2 separate regions of the Mustela erminea genome follow, and region 1 is linked to region 2. A link is a contact called in public Hi-C data. All regions are on one chromosome and are shown on one strand. The core of a region is the stretch at or near the end of the contact, and the rest is flanking DNA. Distances in the headings are between cores, read along the strand shown. Region 1 holds the start of MCRS1 (microspherule protein 1). Region 2 holds the start of SPATS2 (spermatogenesis-associated serine-rich protein 2).

Region 1 (6,690 bases), core at 1,289-3,788, 180 kb before region 2:
CTCCAGGGCCTGTGTTCTTAGCCACCATTTTCTAATCCCCAGGGGGAGCAAGCAGCTTGGGGCCCTGAGTGGCTGAACAAAGATCCAGGGGAAATTAGGAAATCTCTGCAGTGTATTCAATCAACTTTTATCTCTTCTCTTCTGCCTTGGGTGAATCCCTTTCTCCACCTGTGCCACCCTCTGGCTTCCACTTGATGGGTTGCCCCAAATTCAGGGGGTAGGGAAGAGCCATCTGATTGGAGAGACAACACACTCCTTGTAAAGGTCAAGAAGTTAACGATTTCTTTGGAGTCTTCTAGCACAATAGATAACATCTAGGGAGTGACTGGGTGGGATGTCATGAACACTTTCCAAGACCAGTGACTGACTCATTAAGACCCCTAGCTCCAGGGCATAAGCAACTTTTGGAAGACACCTAAACACTTGGCTTTGTTCCTGGATGCAGGAATACCAGACCACCACCTCTAATAAAAATCCCAAACCCCAAGTAAGAAGATTCACTCTTTGCTGACTCCCCTGGATGCTATGTCCATATCTACACTATATATCTTTAATAAACCGCTCTCACTTCCTCTCAGCTGTGTTTGATTTCACCCAAGGATCCTCTTGGCTGGTCCTGCCAAGAGGAGATCCTGTGGGTCTTCAGGCCCAGCCATCCGGCCTCAAGAGGTCTTGGGTCAGGAGAGAGTGGACCAATGAGATAGGGCCAGATTCTGGATTCTGAATATAAGACCTAGGTCCTATCCTTGGAAGGGAAGGGAGGGAGAATCCCCTATCCACTCCATCAGCAAGTCCTTGTGGTTCTAGCTCCAAAAAATAATCAAAGCCACTATTTCTGTCCATCTCCCCTGCCCCCACAACCCAGCTAACCAGCGGGACCTACCTCTCACCTGGATTGCTACAAGGTAGCCTCTTATCTGATCTTCCTCTTTTACAATCCTTCCCCCAAAACAGCCAGAGGGATCATCTTAAAAATTAAGTCATATCACAGCAAGGATGCCTTCACTTGTTATCCTTTAAGAGCTTTCTAAAACATTAGAAAGAAAGGTCCAAATCCATAGCATGAACTACAAGGGCTAATATGATCTGGCCCTGATGACCTCTGTTCTCATCTCCTTCCCTCCTTTTCTTTTCCTTTTTTTTTTCTTTTATGATTTTATTTATTTATTTGACAGACAGAGATCACAAGTAGGCAGAGAGGCAGGCAGAGAGAGAGGAGGAAGCAGGCTCCCTGCTGAGCAGAAAGCCCCGATGCGGAGCTCGATGCGGACGGAGCTCGAGCCCAAGACCCTGAGATCATGACCTGAGCCGAAAGCAGAGGCTTAACCCTCTTAGCCACCCAGGCGCCCCACTTCCCTCTTTTTCTTGATCATCCTTCTCCAGCCGTACTGGGCTCCTTCCTGTTCCTCAAACTCACCAAAGTCATTTCTGCTTTGCAACTATCTTGTTCCCCCTTACTAGTTCATGATAACCAAGCTCTTTGCACGACTGACTGCCTATCAATTGTCAAATCTCAGCTCAACTGTCCTCTTCTTAGAAATTTCCATGGTAACTCTCATCTGGGATAGATACCATATGATATCTTGAAGTCTCCCATAGTCTACACACCTCTTATCAGAAAACACAGTCTTTCAGGGAAGACAAAATAGGTTATTACTCATTAAGTAAGATCACAGACCAGTAAATGAGGTGAGTACTTATGAAGCAGAGAGCTTATCATACACTGTCTGAGCCAGAAGGGCTGGCCTCCCCTCTGATACTAGCATCCACTGGCAATGTCCCCGTGACATGTGGTTGACACTTACACTGAAAGCACCACTAACTCCTGGACAGCTTTGGAATTGGGATTTTCCCTATTCTGAGCTGCGATATGATTCCCTGGAGCTACTAAACTTCTGTGCCCTTCCAAGGAGAGGTAAAACAAATAGGAACCCTCTTGAGAGGTCTGTTTGGTTTCTTATCCCCAGACTTTGCCTGTAGGCTTGTCCTCCCACCCCAAGCTTCCCTCCAGGGCAATCTCCTCTGCACTTACCCACCGGGATCCACAACTGCCTCCAGTAGTCCTGGTGGGATCTGGCTGACCCTGGCCTTCCTCAGGGCCTCTACCCTCTAGGAACCAGGCCCACGACCCTCCATCCGTTCCTGAGACATCAACCTCCCCGACTTGGGTACGCCAAACCTCTTGGCTGGAGCGAGTTCCACATCGTCTCTCTCCTTGTGTTGTGCCTAGCACAGAGCCCCACACAGAGTAGTTTCTCTAAAAATCGCTGGGCGCAGCAAACAATGCACAGTCGCCCCCAAACTAACAGATTCTTACATCCTGTGGGAATTCAGAAGCCGAAATAGAGTTCCCGGCCCAGCCCTACCCCAGACCCGCCCCTCGCCTATCCCGCCCCGTCTCGGCTTTCCCTTTAATCACTCTCTCCAAGCGAGTGATCTTTCTGGGACCCGGAATCCCTAACGCTTCCTCCTATGTTGTCCCAACTGGGAAAACCTTTAATTTCGATTATTAGCAAAACTGTGACTCAGTCCCCGCTGTGACCACGCCCCCTTCGTCACGTTCCCGGAGAGAACCGGAAGGGATCGTGCCGCCCCTAGTTCTCAGACCCGGAAGTAGATGTGACTCACGGAAGCCGGGTTTGGCCCTGCGGCTGCTGCTGTCGCCGCGGAGAAATTGTTGGAGCTGGCAGCCTAGGAATGGTGAGACTTCGCGGTTCGCTTCCGAGGGTTCTGAACAGAGTTTGGGCGAGATGGAGTTTTCCAGAGTGCTCCGGGGAAAGACCCCCCACAATGTTTGGGGCCCCGCCCCAGTAGCGCCCCGAAAATCTGCGCATGCGTGGGCCGGACCGGACCAGAATCTGGTCCGAGATGTTACGCATGCGCAAAGGTGGCAAGCCGAAGGTGGGGTGAGACTTGGCCTGGGAGTTACTCTCCCTCCCTCGCCACCAGCCCGTGGGGCTTAAACCACGGCTGCGAAAGCATCGGGGTGCACTCGGTGCTTTGCTTTTGAGTTGCAGGGCTGACTTCACCTCTGTCGTCCCGAGCTCTAAAAACAGACCTGCACTAATCCCCCACCTTGGGTGTGCACTCGGTGGAGAACGGGGGCGGAAGAAAATAGTGGGTGGAGACCTAGCCTCAGTCAGCCCGTGGAATCAGTTCCTTCACCTGCTCCCCAGGTGTCAAGATATCAGCGGTATTCTGCAGAGCGGAGCGATTCGACTAACGCACCTGGGGGCAGGGCGGGAAAGCTGTGCGGAGTGCCGCCCGGGTCTGAAGGGGCGGGGCCCGCAAGCGCCACGCCCCAGAGAGTCCCCAGTACCAGAGTTCTCCCGGGGTTAGGAGCAGGCGCCCCAGGGCGGTTGATAACTTAATCAGTTCCCAAACCGTGTTTTTTAGCTTCCACGCGGTACCACCCACTGAATCTTCAGCCAGAGCTGTGGGGGAGGGAGGGCGAAAAGAGCGAGATGGGCTAATCGGAGTTCTATCTCCGTTTCCCTGCTTTGGCTTGGGAGGGTAAGGGGGTGCTGCTGAACTGAGTGGGCAGCGACAATAAGAAGTGAACCAGTAATCCCTTGTTTCGTGTTGGTTTATAGTCGAGGCCCTTTACCTTGCAACTCTGAGTAGAATCATAGAGGTCCATGGACCCACTAACATGCTATGTGTACATTTTTTTGGAGGGCGTAGCTTTTATATTCTCAGAGATGCTGGTGACTCTTAGAAAGCTGTTGGTTTATCAGCATCATACTGGCGAAATAGAGCCTTGTGTCTCTTCTTGTGTCTTCCCTAGCTTGTGGGATCCTGGGGGAGCCTTTCCAGTATAAGGAGGTGAGGCTGGCCCGTTGGAAACCTGTGCCTCAGGGAGCCTCATTTCTCCTTTGCAGAATCTCCTCTCAGCCTCTAAGCTTACCTGGTCAGAATCCTTGGATGAGCCTGTGGGACCCTTCCTCCTAGCCCTGTGGTTTGGAACCAGTGGCTTTGGGACTGTAAGAGGATGGACAAAGGTAGTATGAGGCCAGGCCAGCTCCCCAAACGCTCAGGCGCCAAGCATCTGCTGATTCTACCCCGTGCCTGGCACGTATGTCTTTTCATCCTGGCTGGGCATTGCCACCTCCCCCTGGGCCAGCACCACCCACGTACCTCTCGGCAGAGGCCGCAGTTGACTGACTTGCTGTTGAGCTGCCGCTCTTTGGCCTGGCTGCATTTTGATGGCAGAGGGAGCAGTTATGCCCAGAGCCCGGTGTGTCGGCATCACCAGTCTGACCTGAGCACCATGTGCTGCACGACATGACACGTGGCACCGGGAGAACTGCCCAGCGAGGAAGGTCTGGGCCAGGTCTGAGCCCAGATGGGATCTGGATGGCCAAGGAACTCCCACCAGAAAACTTCAAATGTCAAGAAAGCAGGGGAAGGGTCAGGAGGGCTGGTAGAGGGTCGGGGGAAGAGGGGCAGAGGAGGGGTCCCGTGTTCGGAGGCTAAGGGCTCTGCTAGGCACTTAGGAGACCTGAGTTCACCGCTTCTTGTTTTCTAGATTCTCAGGGGCTGCTAGATTCATCTCTGATGGCATCAGGCACTGCCAGCCGCTCAGAGGATGAGGAGTCGCTGGCAGGGCAGAAGCGGGCTTCCTCTCAGGCCTTGGGCACCATCCCAAAACGGAGGAGCTCCTCCAGGTAGTAAGGGTTCAAAGGGCCAGGGTCTGGGCAAGGGCATTAGGTGCTGCGTGCCTTTACCTCTGTTGGGAATGGTTGCTTGAGCCCCTATGGGGCCTGGGTATTGGCAGAGCTTTGTGCTTTTCCTGCCAAGTCCCTCTCTGTGGGATGTGGGCAAGGGAGGGAGATCTTAGGTCTTTGACGTGAAATCTGTGGTGCGGTACCCTGTCATCTCAGCGGCAAGGAATAGAGCAGTTCTGTGCCCTGTCCAGGGCGCTAGAGCAGTTCGCACCCAGCCGGGACCCGCGCCGTTTCAGGGGCTGGGTGTGTGTGAATGGGTACAAGGGGAAGGGGCAAGGGGTGCTCAGAGGAGGACCCTCCACAGGTTCATCAAGAGGAAGAAGTTTGATGATGAGCTGGTGGAGAGCAGCTTGGCCAAGTCCTCTACCCGGGCAAAGGGGGCCAGTGGTGTGGAACCGGGCCGCTGTTCAGGGAGTGAACCTTCCTCCAGCGAGAAGAAGAAGGTGAGAGATTGTGAGATGCGGGGGCAGGAGAGCCAGATTTTGTGTTTCCCTATCACCTTTGCCAGCGGGCAGGAGCCATGCAGAGGAGACTTGGGAGAAAATCTGGTGGCCCCAGCCCCAACCTCAGCTGCCTCCCTTCTGGGAGCCCTCACTTCTCCCTATTCCCCCTTTCTTCCCGCACCCGCCCCCCCTACACACACACACACACACACACACACACTGTCAGTGCGTCCTGTATCACATTCTGTGTGGGAGGCATAGAGCATGCATCTATTCTGGGAGCAGACAGCCTGTTCCCAGCATTGCTGGGTGTAAAAATAACCCCCAGGTGGCATCGCTCTGGCCCTAGACACCGTACCAGGCAGAGTGGGTTCCTGGTATGCTCCCCGGCCGCCCTCCACTCTGGGGTTGAGGGTGCCACCAGCAAAGAGAAGACCCCATAAGCTCCATGTGGAAGTATTTCGGGCATGGAGGGAGCTAGAAGGCTGAGCTCCTGCCTGTGGTGCTTATGGTCGGGTGGGACTGGGGCTGCCATGCACGGTACAGGAAGCTCAAGGCCTGAAGCCCGAGCTGCCCCGATGCTGGCTTTGAGCTCGTTCTCTTCCCGTTCCCTGCCCAGGTGTCCAAGGCCCCTAGCACTCCTGTGCCGCCCAGCCCAGCCCCAGCCCCTGGGCTCACCAAGCGTGTGAAGAAGAGCAAACAGCCACTTCAGGTGACCAAGGATTTGGGCCGCTGGAAGCCTGCGGACGATCTCCTGCTCATCAACGCTGTGCTACAGGTAGTGCTTCCCACCGTGGGTTGCACGGTCGACCCTCTTTCCCCCAGCCTGCAGTCCCCAGGCCCCACATTAGCCCAGCAGCACCCTAGGGGTGGCAAGTGAAGGGTTCTTGCCAGCTCTCAGGCTGAGGCGAACCCATCTGGGGCATTGCAGACCAATGACCTGACATCGGTCCACCTGGGCGTGAAGTTCAGCTGCCGCTTCACCCTTCGGGAGGTCCAGGAGCGCTGGTACGCCCTGCTCTACGATCCTGTCATCTCCAAGTGAGTGAGGCTGGCTCCAGCAGCAGGGAGGTACAGGGAGCACCAGAATTTGGCAATTGGAACAGACAGAATTATATAAGGGCCCAAGGGAGGGGTCCAGGAGGCAGGGCTCTTGGGACCTTGCATCCTCTGGGATGATATTGAAACCAGCCAGGCTTGGGAGGGAAACTTCTTCCTGCTGCCGACCCTACTGGTCCTGGCTTGATGCCAGCAGCAAGGGGATCTGGAAGCTGAAAAAGCAGCATGGTAGAAAACACCACAATGAACACAAGGAGCCCTGGTTCCACCACTGTGTGCATTGTGGTTTAGGGCAGGTCACTTCCCAACCTTTCCACACTGACCTCCCATAATTTCTTTTTCCATAAAAGGGAACTGGAACAAAAGAACACAAAGGCCCTTAAAAGTCTTAAGTTCCAAGTAAACCCGGATGCCCATGTAGCGCGCGCTCTTTCTCCTCACCCACTTTGCTTATTGTTATC
Region 2 (5,963 bases), core at 1,529-4,028:
CTTGGGAGGGCACTTGAGCTCTGAGCAGTTTTCGATTGTTTTCCAGCGTTAATTGGTTCTGACTCCACAACTGGCTGCCTTGACTTCTACAAGGAAAAGCGCCACCTAGGTACAGTACTCGGCAGTACACTAGACCAAACACGAGTGTGTTCACAGATCAAACCCTTAGCAAGGTCAGCTCTATTATGTGGACCCCAGAAGATTTGTTAAATCCCCAGGAGCAATAAACATTTATAAACTCTACAGAAGTACCCCCATTAACCCAATATTCATCTAAATCACTATTATCAGGGTGCCTGGGTGACTCAGTGGGTGAGGCGTCTGCCTTCATCTCAGGTCCTGATCCCAGGGTCCTGGGATCCAGCCCCAAGTCCAGTCCAGAATCCCCCACACAGTGGGGAGCCTGCTTCCCCCTCTGCCCCTCTACCTACGCATGCTCCCTCTCCCCCAACCTCAAATAAATTAAATCTTTAAAATAAATAAATTAAATAAATCAATATCAGACCTAAGTTTTGACCAATTCATGATGATTATACTACAACGAAGATTAGGAGGAAGGATATGGCATGTAGAACAATCAGGCAGTGAAGATTTAAAGAAGCCATCCAACAGAGCTGGGTCTGAATGTGGCTTTATTTACCAGCTCTGTGACCATAGTAAATTATTTAGCCTCTTCATTATAAAATAGGAGATAACCCTGAGGATTAAGTTAAATGAGATAATGCATGCAAAACAAACTTAGCACCCTGCCTAGTCCACTGTTGAGAGGTCAATAAAGAGCCACATTATCACTAGTGAAGACATTCCTTGCTTTGTTCAGTTTTTTTAAGATATAAGAAAAGTAGGGGCGCCTGGGTGGCTCAGTGGGTTAAAGCCTCTGCCTTTGGCTCAGTTCATGATCCCAGGGTCCTGGGACCCAGCCCCACGTCGGGCTCTCTGCTCAGCAGGGAGCCTGTTTCCTTCTCTCTCTGCCTACCTCTCTGCCTAGTTGTGATCTCTGCCTGTCAAATTTAAAAAAAAAAAAAAAGATACAAGAAAAGTGACAATTTAGATCATTACTTTTGGATCTTTATAGTCTAATACTGCCATCCAAGACCTAGCCAGAAATATAAATGGATAAATTCCCAGAAATCTTAGGTGAGTCAGCAAAACTTAATACCCAATAAATAAAAAGATTAACACTGACTATTTATGAACACTTAATGGTAACTACTATTTCAAAATCAGCAATCTTATATCTAGTACCACTCAATATTTGGTCTGGAAATCCAAGTATCAAGAAGATCAATGCAAAGATCATAACCCCAGAAATACTTTCCCACAGTATTTTCAAGTCACCTTTATTCAAACTGGAAAGTATAAGGCAGCCTGATAATCTGATATCAGCATCAAGAATTTCTTGAGGCAGAACCCAAACTCTCCCAGGAGCATAAAATCAGTAGCAGATAGTACATGAACATTTCTCAGTGAGAAACTGCAATGCTAACAAAGTATAGATAACTTCGATTTTATCAAGGCTTTTCATCACCTTTTAGTCTACATGAAAATAAACTCTTGGTCCTCCCCCCAAACACCCTGAACTCTGCATTATCACTGACCTAACTCATCAAAGCAAGATGCCTCCTGTTGGTGATATGCTCTCCCCTGCTTCATTAACCACAGGTATATTACATACAGTTACCTAATGAACACAGGAGAAATAAATACTACAGGCATGCTTCATCAATGAAACGGACTATAAATGATAGCCGAATTATTAAAAGAACAGCTTGCACTGCTCAGCAGAGGGACCAGCCTGAGAAAGATCCACCTTCCAAAAGAACCCAATCATCCTGGATAAATTAGAAGAAAGATGCCACTGTAGTCCACCTACCTTGTACTCTCAAACAAGATCTACCCTTCCGCTTTAAGATCAAACCACATCTATTTTATTTCTCTACTACCCTTTCTTTACCTTATTTTCTTTTCCGTCCTCCCCCCATTCCTAAAAATGTCTTTCTCTTTTTTTCAAATCCCACTTTGCCCCCCAAATCCTAAGGACCTCGGACACCCACACAGATGACCTTATGCATCCCCACTGCATTCCCAATTCATTGTACTCATCCCAAATGACCCATTCTTTCATTCTTTTCGATCTCGTTGTTTCTCAGAATCCAATACCCCACACACGCTCACACCAGAGTCCCCCCTTACTCCATTGTTTCCCCGGCCTGTGCCTCTGGAAACCCCCCAACTCGGACCCGTGTGCTTCGGTCCGCCCCACTGACCCCAGAAGCCTTTCACCAATCTGGGTACTCCAGGTCCCAGAAGGCTCAAGTCCCCCTCCTCTCCACACCCCAACCCCCAACAACTACCCCCTCCCCCGTGCCCTCCCTCAAGCCCGCTCTCTTGCACCTCTATGCCCCCCTCTTATCCCCCACCAACCCCTCCACCCAGTACCATCAGCCTACCTAGCCGGCGCCCCCGCAGTTGCCGCGTCCCCCCAGTTCCGGGCTCTGCGTCCCGGACGCTCCAGGGTTTGAGAAGAGGAAAGGAGCTCCTCCGTCTCCTTCTCCTCCTCTTCTAGAGCGGCCGCCGTCGCCGCGGCGCTCCTCCCCCAGCTCTCCCAGAGCCGGACGCCGCCCCGCCCCCACCGCCCCTTTCCCCGCTTCGCCCGGGCGGCGGGCTAGGGATCGCAGCCGCGGCTAGGGGCCGGAATGCCGGCGGATCCACACCGACCTCGCCGGGGCTCGCGCTGTTCGCCCCGCCCCGGAGCCCGCTCGGGCGCGTGCGCGCCAGCCAGCCAGCGCACAGAGCGCGTGCTCGCGCCGGCGCGAACCCGGCGCGCCGAGCTCGAGGCCGTTGCAGCCAACCGGCGCGCGAAGGCCCGGGCGCGAGGCGGCCCGCGCGCTGGGGATCTGCGAGTGGAGAGGCGCGGGTCGGAAGGCGGGCTCTAGTCCGTCGGGTTACCGCTCCTCTCGTGACCCAGTCCCTCGCGCCTCGCACCGCCCGCCGGGTTGGGCGCCTGAGTTCAGGGAGCTCGGGCGTCGCCGAGAATTGGGGAAAACGAGGAAGAGTAGGGATTGGAGGAGTGGGGTCGGGAACAAACTAGATGGGAGTAGGGACGGCTGAGACCAGAGCTCACGCCCACGTGCACAACAGCCCAGGCCCAGAAAGAGCGGAGCGGCGTCGGGAGGAGGGAACTGCGCGCCGGGAGGGTGGAGGGCCCTGGCTGGAACTGCCGGAAAGAGCCGAAAGTGCCCGGAGATTGCCGAAGGCGGACGCCTCGAGGGGAACGTTGCGAGGGGCTTTGATCTCTAGGTCCCAGGAAGGACTGGCTGTCTCAAGAGGCCTTGCAGTTAGCGGCTCACGACCGAGGCCCGAGGACTTCCCAGCACTTTCTCCTTTCCCTCCTCCCCAATCCAAGTTTGACTCCAAAAGGCCATTTAAATCGGAAGCTCCTGGACGTCCGGACTTCCCGACCGCTCAGCAACCTGGGAGTCCGTAGAGGCCTGTGCGGGGTCGGGGACAGGACAACCTCTGGAACCACTTGAGGATTCTCTACCTCGTCCGCGGGACACACTGCCCATGCCCATTTCTGAGTTGGTTTTCTAGTCTGCTCAGCTGTCTGCATCCCTCGTGCGGTTGTGGGCAGTTGGGCCGCCCATGAATCCTGTTAAATACTCTTAGGGCTTCGTGATCAGATTCCCAACCACCCCAGGACCAGAACCATCTCTAGTATTGGCGCACCTTTTGGTCCTGTGCTGGGCTTGTGTGAAGTACTCACCCCACCGTCAGCTGATCTGTAATCAATTAGGAGTGGCCAGAGGCTGGGGATTTAGATAGTTAACAAAGAAAAGATTCTTCAGAATCTGCCCCATGTTCTTAGCTTTTGAGGCCAAAGCGTTAAGGGCTCTGGACAATCATCAGCGACAAGCCTGAAAGTGTATATGAGTGTATACAGCTAGACACCATAGGCACAAGCTTGTTCACGCTTTCGCTGTTGAAGTCCCAGTACCTGTAATGGAGTAGGATCTCTCTGAAGTTATCTGGTCCTTTGTGTTTAACTTTGCATGGGGCTGGAGAGTCAAAAATACCCTGGAGCCCAGTGACCCCTGGCTAATAATGCCTGATCTAATCAAACCATATTATTTACAGATCTAAAGAAACAAAAGACAAGGTCAACCAGCTAGTTAGGACATTATGCCCTTTGTTGCTTACTATTGAATCTTTTCTTAAAGATTCAAATACGTACTTACTATTGAATATTTTCTCGAAGATTCAAAAAGCAAACTCTCCAAATATCTGTGCTCTTTTCATTCGTTAGATTCATAACTACCCAATGAGTGGTAGGCATTATTCTAGGTTTTGGGTCACTTACAAATAATTTGAATAAAACATTATCCCCAAGGAGAGTATCCAATTGTAAAGGAGGATAGAAGCTATTAAATAGTTAACTAAAATAGCATGTAAATAAGTGTTGAAACAGAAAAGCGCAAAGTGGTGTAGGAACACAGGAATGAATGACTAATTCTTCCACAATTTCCCTTCCTTCCCATACAGAGTAGAAATGGGATGATATGGCCTTGGTTAATGGGGAACTTCATGCTGAAGAATGGGACCTGAACCAATAGGATTTAAGATCTTTTCCATAACGACAGATTTCACCTACCAAAAGTTTTTTGGAAAACACCTTCAGTGTAGGGCCTGTTGGTGCTGCAAAACCAATACACTTTCTTTGGGAGGAAAATAAAGTCTATTCTTGGAAATCTTACAGTGTTGGGAAAGACATTCATTCGATGCCTTTCCTAAGAGAGCCCGTGGTCTAATGGGAGACAGTTTTTATATATGGATATCCCATATGTAGATATGTATGTAGAAGGGAGGTGAATTAAGGAGCATACCTAGGCCCAAACTATGAGAGCTGTCAAAACATCACTGGAAATCTAACACTATGGAGAATATCCTATTTAACAAGTCTCTAAGGGAGAGTTCTGAATGTGATTGAAAGGAATATTTCGCTAAGTCCCTGGGGAGGCAGTAGGTGCTTTCAAAAAAGAATTTTGTGCGTTTGTTTGGTTTTCCAAGCCACAGTCTTGTTCTTTTCTTTCATTTGGGACAAATTCTCTGCAAAAAAGAATTTTACTCAAAAAAAGAAACAGTCCTTCAAGAAGGAGGGTGGGTCACATACATGACTTGCTAAGTGAGGTTTGCAAGAGGGATCCTGCAACTCATGGACTGCCTTCATCCATTCTCCATGCCATACTCTCTCTCCAAAGGCACTGAATAAATGCTTCAGAAATATCTTTTGGACCTGCGTTATAAAGATTAATTTTGTCATTGTTCTTTACATATACATTTTCCATTTTGTATGCCGTACTTCACAATAAAACAGTGATAATTGCCTGCTTTGAAATGATTGCAAATTATTTAAAGTCTATCTACTAATTATACTGGAGGACAAGAAATGCTGTAATAAATTCAATATATAAGACTTGTTACATACTTTGAAGAATATGAAAAAAACAACCAAATTTCTGAAAAGATTAAAGTAACTGCTAAGGATTACAAAAGATCATTTTGAAATAACACTGCTGTGTCTCAGTTCAGCCTTAAGGGAATCAATTTATCCCAGGTGACCTAATGACTTCGTGGCAAAATTAGAACTAAAGAAAAATCATAACGTAATTTTCACCTTGGCAGATATATTTTGCAAATATTAATAAGACCTAATTTGATATGTTTGAAATAGATCCTGGAGAGGGGAATTTTTCTCATATTTTTGTTTGAGTTGAATTTTTGGATCTGAAGTGATTGATTGCCAGATTCTCTATTTTTATTAGGAAAAAAAGGCTGAATTTAGACCGAGAGACACGAAAATTTTACTCATTATCCTGAAGATGATAACTAATGACTGTAATTAAGGAACATGATCTTTTAGAAGTCTCTTGGCCAAATCTGAAGCTCCAAACAACAGGCACAAA

Evidence for each region. Hi-C and Micro-C count contacts between places; a contact is called where the count stands out from the background.
Region 1: a Hi-C map of skeletal muscle shows a contact between it and region 2, with 8 times the contacts expected there. The contact joins the promoter of MCRS1 here to the promoter of SPATS2 in region 2. A contact is called at or near these places in 2 of 3 Hi-C or Micro-C datasets (skeletal muscle and spleen).

The regions. Positions count from the first base shown.
Region 1 is chr6:85,164,595-85,171,284 of mMusErm1.Pri, reverse strand. MCRS1 (microspherule protein 1) reads left to right here and starts at 2,538. Exons shown (of 14, transcript XM_032348109.1): 1 at 2,538-2,700; 2 at 4,529-4,667; 3 at 5,032-5,170; 4 at 5,790-5,948; 5 at 6,102-6,211. The coding sequence starts at 4,558.
Region 2 is chr6:84,987,842-84,993,804 of mMusErm1.Pri, reverse strand. SPATS2 (spermatogenesis-associated serine-rich protein 2) reads right to left here and starts at 2,778. Exons shown (of 13, transcript XM_032348103.1): 1 at 2,451-2,778.